2 separate regions of the Mus musculus genome follow, and region 1 is linked to region 2. A link is a contact called in public promoter capture Hi-C data. All regions are on one chromosome and are shown on one strand. Each heading gives the region's core, a stretch centred on a gene start, on an enhancer-like site or on the middle of the called end of the contact. The rest is flanking DNA. Distances are from core to core; before and after follow the strand shown.

Evidence for each region. Promoter capture Hi-C pulls out the DNA fragments that hold promoters and counts their contacts.
Region 1: a contact with region 2 is called in a promoter capture Hi-C map of embryonic stem cells, with 2.6 times the contacts expected there. The contact joins the promoter of Vmn2r56 here to the promoter of Zfp606 in region 2. A contact is called at or near these places in 1 of 39 promoter capture datasets (embryonic stem cells) and 3 of 115 datasets of contacts at active chromatin or transcription factors (embryonic stem cells, extraembryonic endoderm stem cells and large pre-B cells).

What each region holds. Positions count from the first base shown.
Region 1 is chr7:12,730,283-12,734,746 of GRCm38.p6, forward strand. Vmn2r56 (vomeronasal 2, receptor 56) reads right to left here and starts at 2,823. Exons shown (of 6, transcript NM_001104648.1): 1 at 2,539-2,823. The coding sequence starts at 2,823.
Region 2 is chr7:12,476,881-12,480,881 of GRCm38.p6, forward strand. Zfp606 (zinc finger protein 606) reads left to right here and starts at 1,425. Exons shown (of 7, transcript NM_026112.4): 1 at 1,425-1,826; 2 at 2,784-2,866; 3 at 3,555-3,611. The coding sequence starts at 2,836.

The sequences.
Region 1 (4,464 bases), core at 1,573-4,072, 250 kb after region 2:
GGTGCCTTTTCCAACTCACAGACCATATGAATATCAAGAAGAAAGACCAAAGAGTGGTTGTTTCAGTCCTACTTAGAAGGGGGAACAAAATAATCATGAGAGGTAGAGAGAGAAAGGGACCTAGGAGGGAGAGAGGAGTGGGGGAAAAGGAGCAAGATCAGGTGTGGGAGGAGACAGGGAGAAGTATAGAGTGTCAGGAAATTGACTAGAGGTGTGTAGCAGTGGGAGATGGGGAACTGGAGGTAGCCACTAGAAAATCCCAGATGCTAAGGAAAGCAAGAGGATCCCAAGACCCAACAGGGATGACATTAGCTAGAATACCCAAAAAAGGGGAAAGAGAACCTGTAGAGACCATATCCAGAAGTTAGGCATGGCCCCCAGTTAAAGGATAGGGCCACCCACCCATCTCAAAAATATTAACCCAAAATTGTTCTTGTCTAAAGGAAATTCAGGGACAAGTGGAGCAGAGACTAAAGGAAAGGCCATCCAGAGACTGCCCCACCTAGGGATCCATCCCATCTGCAGAAACTAAACCCAGACACTACTGCTGATACCAAGAAGTGCTTGCTGACAGGAGCCCGATATAGCTGCCTCCTGAGAGGCTCTGCCAGATCCTGACCAATACAGATGCAGATGCTTGTAGCCAACCATCAGACTGAGCATGGGGACCTCAATGAAAGAGCTAGGGGAAGGACTGAAGGAGCAAAAGGGGATTACAACCCCATAGGAAGAACAATATCAACCAGACCCAACCCCCAACCCCACCCCCCACCAGAGCTCCCAGGGACTAAACCACCAAACAAAGAGTTTATATGGAGGGACCCATGGCTCCAGCTGCATATGTAGCAGAGGACTGCCTAATCTGGCATCAATAGAAGGGGAGGCCCTTGGTCCTGTGGAGGCTCAATGCCTCAATAGGGGAATGTGAGGGCAGTAGGGTAGAAGTGGGGGTCACCCTCATAGAGGCAAGGGGAAGGAGAGATGGGATAATGGGTTTGCTGAGGGAAAACTGGGAAGGACAACATTTGAAGTGGAAATAAATAAAATAACAAATAAATAATTTAAAAAAAAAAAGATGCTGCCACAGAAGTTCTCAAGACGGCAGGAACAAGGGTGAAAAAAGTTACCAATTCCTGAGCAGGAAAACCCACCAGTCCCCGAGCTTCCCACAAAAAACTACCAATCACTAAACAAGAAAATCCACCAATCTCTGAGCTCCCTAAGCTCAGGAATTGAAATTCCTCCAATCCTTAATCTGGGAACTTCCGCCCTGAAAAGGTCTGGCACCTAAGAGAGTCTGTATAACACCTGCTCTTTGTTTAATTCCCTACTGTCTACACGTGGGAGCAGAAGCAGCCACTCCTGAGTTCATTCCTCCTCCCCGGGATCCAACAGATCTCTTTTGTGAGCTATGCTGGCTGATGTGACTCTCTCTTTGGAAGAAGACAAGGAACAATGAAGAGACGGGAAGAAACAAAGAAGTAGGGTGGAGCTGAGGTCCTCAGCTCAGCCGGGGTACCCTCCCCTAGGAGCTACAACACCTCTGCTGAGGAGGATTCCTCTCAGAGCTGTGTGGGTTCTGAGATCTCCTGGAGGTTCTTGGGCTCCTATATCACAGGATGCCCTTCCCTTGGGACATTGTCCCGCCTCAGAGGTTGTTCCTAGGCTCCTGTGTCTCAGAATCCCCTGCATTGTACCTTCTCCCTTCAGAGTTGCGTGGCCTCCTGGGCATCTGAATCCCCAGATTCCCTTCCATCCAAGCAGAAGCAATTACACCACCAAGCCTACAAACCTGAGTTTGATTTCCATCCAAGCAGAAACAATTACACCACCAAGCCTACAAACCTGAGTTTGATTCCCAGAACCAACATAGTATAAGAAAAAAACCTGACTCCCAAATGTTGTCTTCTGACATCCAAAAGGCACAATGGCACTGGTGTGGAGTACACACACACACATACACATTCTTTCTCTCTCTCTCTCTCTCTCTCTCTCTCTCTCTCTCTCTCTCTCTCTCTCTCTCTCATTTAATAATAATAATAATAATAATAATAATAATAATTAATAATAATAAACAAAGTGTTGGAGAGACAGGTAAGTGGTTATGACTACTTGCTGCTCTTTCAGAAAACCTAGGTTCAAAGGTTCAAAACACAGCACCCTTGTGACAGCTAAAAGTCATATGTAACTTCAGTTCTAGGGAATCCAATGCCCTCTTCTGATTTCCATGGGTACCAGGTACCCATGTGGTACATACATATACATGAAGACAAGATACTCATACAATTAAAAATAAATAAATCCATTAAAGTATTTTTAAATAGAAAAAAGGAAAATGTCTCTGTTTTTTTGTCAATGCAGGGGGATGATAATTATTTCTAAATTATCAATACATGGAGGAGAGAACCATGTTGGACATGGGGAGAATATTTCAGGGAAGCTGGCTCCTCAGCAGAGCTGCTCACTGCTGTGACCATCACCGTCATCATTAAGAGACTGCACCACATTCACTAAACAATAAGGCGTTGTGCAACTCACCTGGGGAAACTTGTACAGCCCCAGAAGTCTGGCCATGGAGACAGACAGGGATGACCGTGTGTCCCCAACCAAAGCAGCCTGAGGAGAGCCATGCTGGCATGTGTAGTTGGGGATGGGCTCCTCCTGCCCTGTGAGAAAGCCCATTGTTTCATAGAGGGCTCCATGCGCTGAGTCCCCAGAGTTTCGAATAGAGAAGCCCAGTGTCAAATTAGGCAACAGGTGAGTACTCCTATTAATCTCCTCAATGGCAAAGACGAAACTCTGGGCCACCCGGTAGCCCCACATGGAAACGCTGAGGGAAAGAGAAGTCCACATTTATCACTCATTATGTGGTAAATGGAACAAGAATGAACACTGTGACTCAAGTGATCTGAGTAAAAATGTACATCTCCTCAAATACTTATACAGAGATGTGCACAGAACATTCAAGAAGAGTCAAAGGGGAGCCAGAGGGAAGGCAGAGACAGTAACCAAAGGGAGAGGGAGAGTTTCAGAAGACAGGAGGGACATTTGAAGATCTATCACATGAGCTTTGTTTGGTAGCATACTTGTTTAATCCCACCACTCAGAAAGAAGATCTCTGTGAGTCAGAGACCAAAGCACAGTCTACATAGCTGGACCCAGGAAGCCAGGCCTACACAGAGACACCCTGACTCAAAAAAAATAAGAAAAATAAATCTATTGAATACTATGGTTGGTTACAATTACGGTTAACTATTCATAATTGATGAAAATAAGTGCCAGAAGGTATGGGAAAGAGCTGTGAAATGCTGCCTTCAAGACATGACTCAGGCATTACAGACATGGTCTCACAACAACTGCAGTTGCCTGAACTTCACAAGGAGTGCCAGATTAGTTATAGCACAAAGTGAGATACAATCAAGCACACAACAAAAAATCATTTAAAGTGATGTTAAATGTGAAGTTGCAGAAATAGAAGTCTCTTGCAATTGTGGTTGAATACAGAATGATAGTAGTTACTTTAGAAAATACTCTTATCAACTGTTTTTTACTCAGGTCACATTATGTACCCCAATCTTGCCTGAAATTAACAATCCTCCTGCCTTAGCTTCACAAGTCCTCGGAGTACAGTCAAACAACCCACACTCAGCCATTGCTGCAATTTTTTTAAAAAGCTAAATATAAACATTAAAAAATAATAAGAAGAACCAAAAAAAACGCTATTCTGGGAACTGCTATGTGCAACAATATGTTGGAAAGGCTGGGACAAAAATGGACACAAAATGGTTGTGGATATGGCTCGGTTCATGGAGTTATATCCTCATTAACTAAGTGTAGTAGTACACCCTATTACCCCAGGACTCAGAAGATGGAGGCAGGATAATCAGAAATTCAACATCATCTTTAACTAGTGAATTGGAGGCAACATGAGACTCTTAGAAAAAAAAATAACAAGCAAGGGGAATGCAGTAGAGAGGAACCACAGGGGCTGGTGACTGATAAAAAAAAAATCTATTGATTACAGTTATTCATTTAACAAGCATGCCTACCTGGACCCTATTTAAAGAAGCAAGGGTATAAAAGGATCAAGAATCCACACCTGACCTGTGGAGCACATACATTTCAGCCAATGAGCACCCTAGATTTCAGTCTGGTACAAATAAAAAAGAAAGATGGAGAGAGGTGATATAAAAAGAAAGATGGAGAGAGGTGATATAAAAAGAGAGCAGCAGAGCTACTGCATTTACACAGAGAAAGGGCGTGGCCATGTAGCTGGGTCTGAGAATGAACCTTTATCCAAGGCTTTGCACAACCTTGTAGAGCTGCTTCTGGCTTTCAGAGACCCCCACCCCTCATCCAGCACTTACCTTGAAGTCTGCAGCCCAGCTGGCGGGGCAGTGAAATTAGATAGGGTACCATTAGAGAAGCGAAAGATGGAGAAGCTGCCCCCCACGATTACATCTC
Region 2 (4,001 bases), core at 175-2,674:
AATATCTTTTTTTCTCAATCTCTACTGATTGAAAGTTTTGCTGGGTATAGTATAATAGAGCTGGCATTGGTAGTCTCTTACTCTTTAGATTTTCATATCAGGTCTCTACATGTCCTTCACTGGCTTCCTCTTGTTACCTGAATAAAATTCAAACCATAGTTCACAACTTAGAGAACAATGGGACTTGCCTCAGTTTCCTCAAACCACCTTAATGCACCACCCCCTGATGCTGCCTCTGTACCCTGAAGCTCATCTCATTTCACTCCTACTCCTAGACTCCAATCTCCTCTAACAGGAAAAGGCCAATTTGGCTTTGAGGCCTTAACACTTGCTGTTCTCTATGCTTAAAGATGTCTTCCTCATACAGTCACTAGGTGGTTTCTTTTCTTTCAGATCTGAACACAATATCACTTTTGGATACCAGCCACCTCTGAGTGCCTCTCCCCAAAATCTCAATCCAAACACCCTGTTTTGTTTTCTTTATACTAATACTACCTAAAGATCTTTGACTTTGTTATTTTAAGTCTGTGCAGAAAATCTCTCTGTTCTTGTAACTGTATGGAAGAAAGAAATTTGCAGTTTCTTAGGGTTTAGTAATGATACATGTATTTGCTCAAGAAATACTAGCAAAGAAGTGTCTCAAACTGCAAGTTACTATGCCTTTTGCAACTGACGTTTCTTAAGACCAAGAGACAAAAGGAAAGGGGAAAAGTTAGTTCAAAGCTATCACTTTACATTTTCAGGGACTGATAATAAAGAACCTTTATTGTCTTTTAAAGATGGTAAATTTTATGAAATTCAATCACTTAATGCCAGTTTCAAAAAATTCAGTATGTCAGTATAAAACAGGATATGAATTTACGTTCCAAAATAAGACTTGATGGCTCTGTTCAAGTTTGAACTCTCATGTCATATTTGATCTAAAGGCATCAGGAAACAAAAATGAAGATAAAGATTATGGTTTGTATATTTTTGTCACCTCCAAAACTCATGCATTGAAATTTAATCTCCAACAATCATATGCAAGGGGCCAGTCAGAATTATGTTCTTCGTCTAAAAATAAAATAAAGGTATAATAACAACCACGTTCTCAATTTTGTCAAGGTTGAGGGAAGTGCTTCCTAGAGATCACTCACCCTCATCAAGCTCCGACTTTAAAGTAGCTACCTTGCTTGAGCTGCAATTTTACTGAGACTCAAACTGAGGTCCTGGCCTACCAAACTATCCTGCTGTCATCACCTGGGGAGTGATGGCAAATGAGAGAACCACCGCCCTTCTAGGCCTCGGAAACAAGCGGAACCTAAGAGTCTGGGTGCTTCAAGAGCGGTACTTGGGAAGAATAGGCTCTGAAAATGGCCTTGGCCGACTTCCGGTAGCAGCGAGAAGCGCGTCTCTTTGAAACTACAACTCCCAATAGTCCTCGCGGTGTGTCCTGGTCGACTCTGGGGGGTGCGGCCGCCATTGTCCGCGGCCAAAGTAAGGCCTTATTCCGGACCGAAGGGCTACCGATGTCGTTGTCACGGAGAGCCTGGCAGGTCGTTGGAACGGCCACGGAGAAGCGGCGCCTGCGGCCAGGGCTGGCTCAGTGCCGGGGTGCAACGGGTGCCTTCTCTTCTCTCGCCGACTCGGTGCCCCCATTGCCCTCGACCCTCCAGGTCCCGGGTCTGGGTGCGCTGTTTCTACAGACTGGGAAAGGCCGGCCCTAGTGGGCCGAGTCGGCCAGGCCTGGGACGTTGTCTCGGTGCAGGACAGAAGCCAGACGCTCGGTGCAGCAGCCCCGAGCCAGCTCAGCCGCAGTGCAATCAGGGCCAGTGGCCGCGAGCCAGGTAAGGCGGGAAGCTTGCTGAAACCAGCGCCTGGAGCGACCTGGTTGCGGAGGCCCTGAAGGAGAGCCAGGCTCTTAACCGGTCCCTTCCAAGCAAAGATCTGTAAAGGGCGTCAAACCTGACTTGGGAAAGGCTCAGGTTCTTTTAAATTTGAAGTGACAAGAGGGTGTGTGTGTGCTGTCCCGTTAGGGTGTGCGTGCATGGTTCTTGCAACTTGCTTGCCTTGAGTTATGGGGGGGGGGGGGGGGGGTGTAGGATTCTTACAACTTGCTTGCCTTGAGCTTTGTTTGACTCAAATCCTAGGGTATCTGAGTCTCTCTCTGTAAGTGTGCCAGTGCTTAGTACCAAACTCAGTACCAAGCGGTTGCGGACCTCACACAAAGACCCGGAATCCATGCATTTGTGGGGTCTGACTCTAGACTTTTTTTTTTTTTTTTTTTTTTTTTTTTGTCTCTGACGCGACTACGGGAGGGGAGAGGGGATCGATGGGCTTGAGTCTGGAAGATCTTGCAGGTGGTGATGGCTGTTGTTTGGCTTTAACCTTTGCAGACGATCACACTTTATCCCAAAGTGTGTCTGTGTCAGTGATAACTATGTGGTTAGTATTAGGTATCTTCTTCAGTGGCTCTCTATCTTGGCTTTGAGACAGGGTCTCTTTCTGAACCAGGAAGCTTCTAATTCCACTCTATTGACTTGTCAGAAATTCCCAGGGATTCTCCTGTCTGCCTCCCCATTGCTGGTATTACTTGTGCTCCACTTACTGCACAATGTGTGTGTGTGTGTTTGTGTGTGTGTGCGCGCGCGGTTTTTTTGTTTGTTTGTTTTTATCATGCTTCTTAGGGGTCTTGTTAACTTTGTGGATGTGTTCTCTTTGTTTTTGTTCTCGCTGGACTTTTTGTGAGACTGGACCAATTTTGCCTTTTTTTTTTTTTTTTTTTTTCTTCGCTTTGTCTCTAGGCTGATACTTGCAGTGCTCCTGGGCAGGACCCTGGCTGGTTAATCCTCAGGAATGGCTGCCATCAACCCATGGCCCTCCTGGGGTGAGTCCAAATCTTGCTTTTTTTTTTTTTTTTTTTTTTTTCCTCTGCACCTTTCCCTACAGGAGGCTTACTGTAGGTCAGGGCTGAGAAAGGGCTGCCAGCTTTGGGAGATAATAGACAGTCTAGCTGTCTTGGTACAAAATTAGAACAGGGTAGTCGTTAAGAGGAAATGTATTCGTAAACAACAAGGTAAGTTTTGTATATTTGATAGTCAGCTTCTAAAACGGACCTCTATAAGATATTCTAGTAACTCATAGAACTCTTTTGAAGACAATATATACAGTCAAAATGTTTTTAGTTCTCTTGTGTTTTTCACCGTTAATACTGTATTTCACTTATTAATATTAATCTGTATTTTTAAAACAATGTTAATAATGATATGTGATAGTTTTATCTTTGTTTTCATCACCATAGACATCAAGGCAGTATCCTACTTAAAATTAAGAATTAGGTGGTGATACATCTTATCAGAAACGTATTCAGCCATTCAGAGGGTTCTGTTTTTCATTGCCTTGTTGTTAGATCATAGTCTACAGTCTACAGGTGTCTCCTATGCAGATCCAGCTTATGTTGGATTGTTTTTTAGATGCCCTTGGGTTCTGTGTAGGACTTTGTCATGCTCCTTTTTTCTTGTGTTACATTTAGTCACTGTTTTGTACCACAGTCATAATCTGATCCTTCTCTGTAGGTACCCTCATGGACCAGTCTTGGGGGATGGCAGCTCCTGAGCCTTCTGTCTCCTGGGGTGAGTCAAGAACCTGTACCCTCAGCTGTGTCGGGTGCCATGTACTAACGTCTTCCTTCAGTGATCTGCCATAGCTGAGGTCAGAGCTGGTGACCCAGTGGTTCTTTAGAACGGGAGCTTGTAGTCCCGCTCTCAATACAGAGCTGGAATAAAGAGGGGTCAGAACAGTATGTGTAGGGGTGGTGTGGTGATGACATCTCTAGGACAGATAACACAAGAATTAGTGTCTAGAGACTTAGGGCTCAGACCAGAAAGGCTGTGAGGATTCACATGTCACCTTCTCCAAGACCCATCTCCTTCATCTGTGGGGTAAAGAAGTAGCTTTCTTCCTTACTGGTGATGGTAGGAGCAGCAGCAGGGCCTCGTACTTCTCATTTCCATAGGGTACAT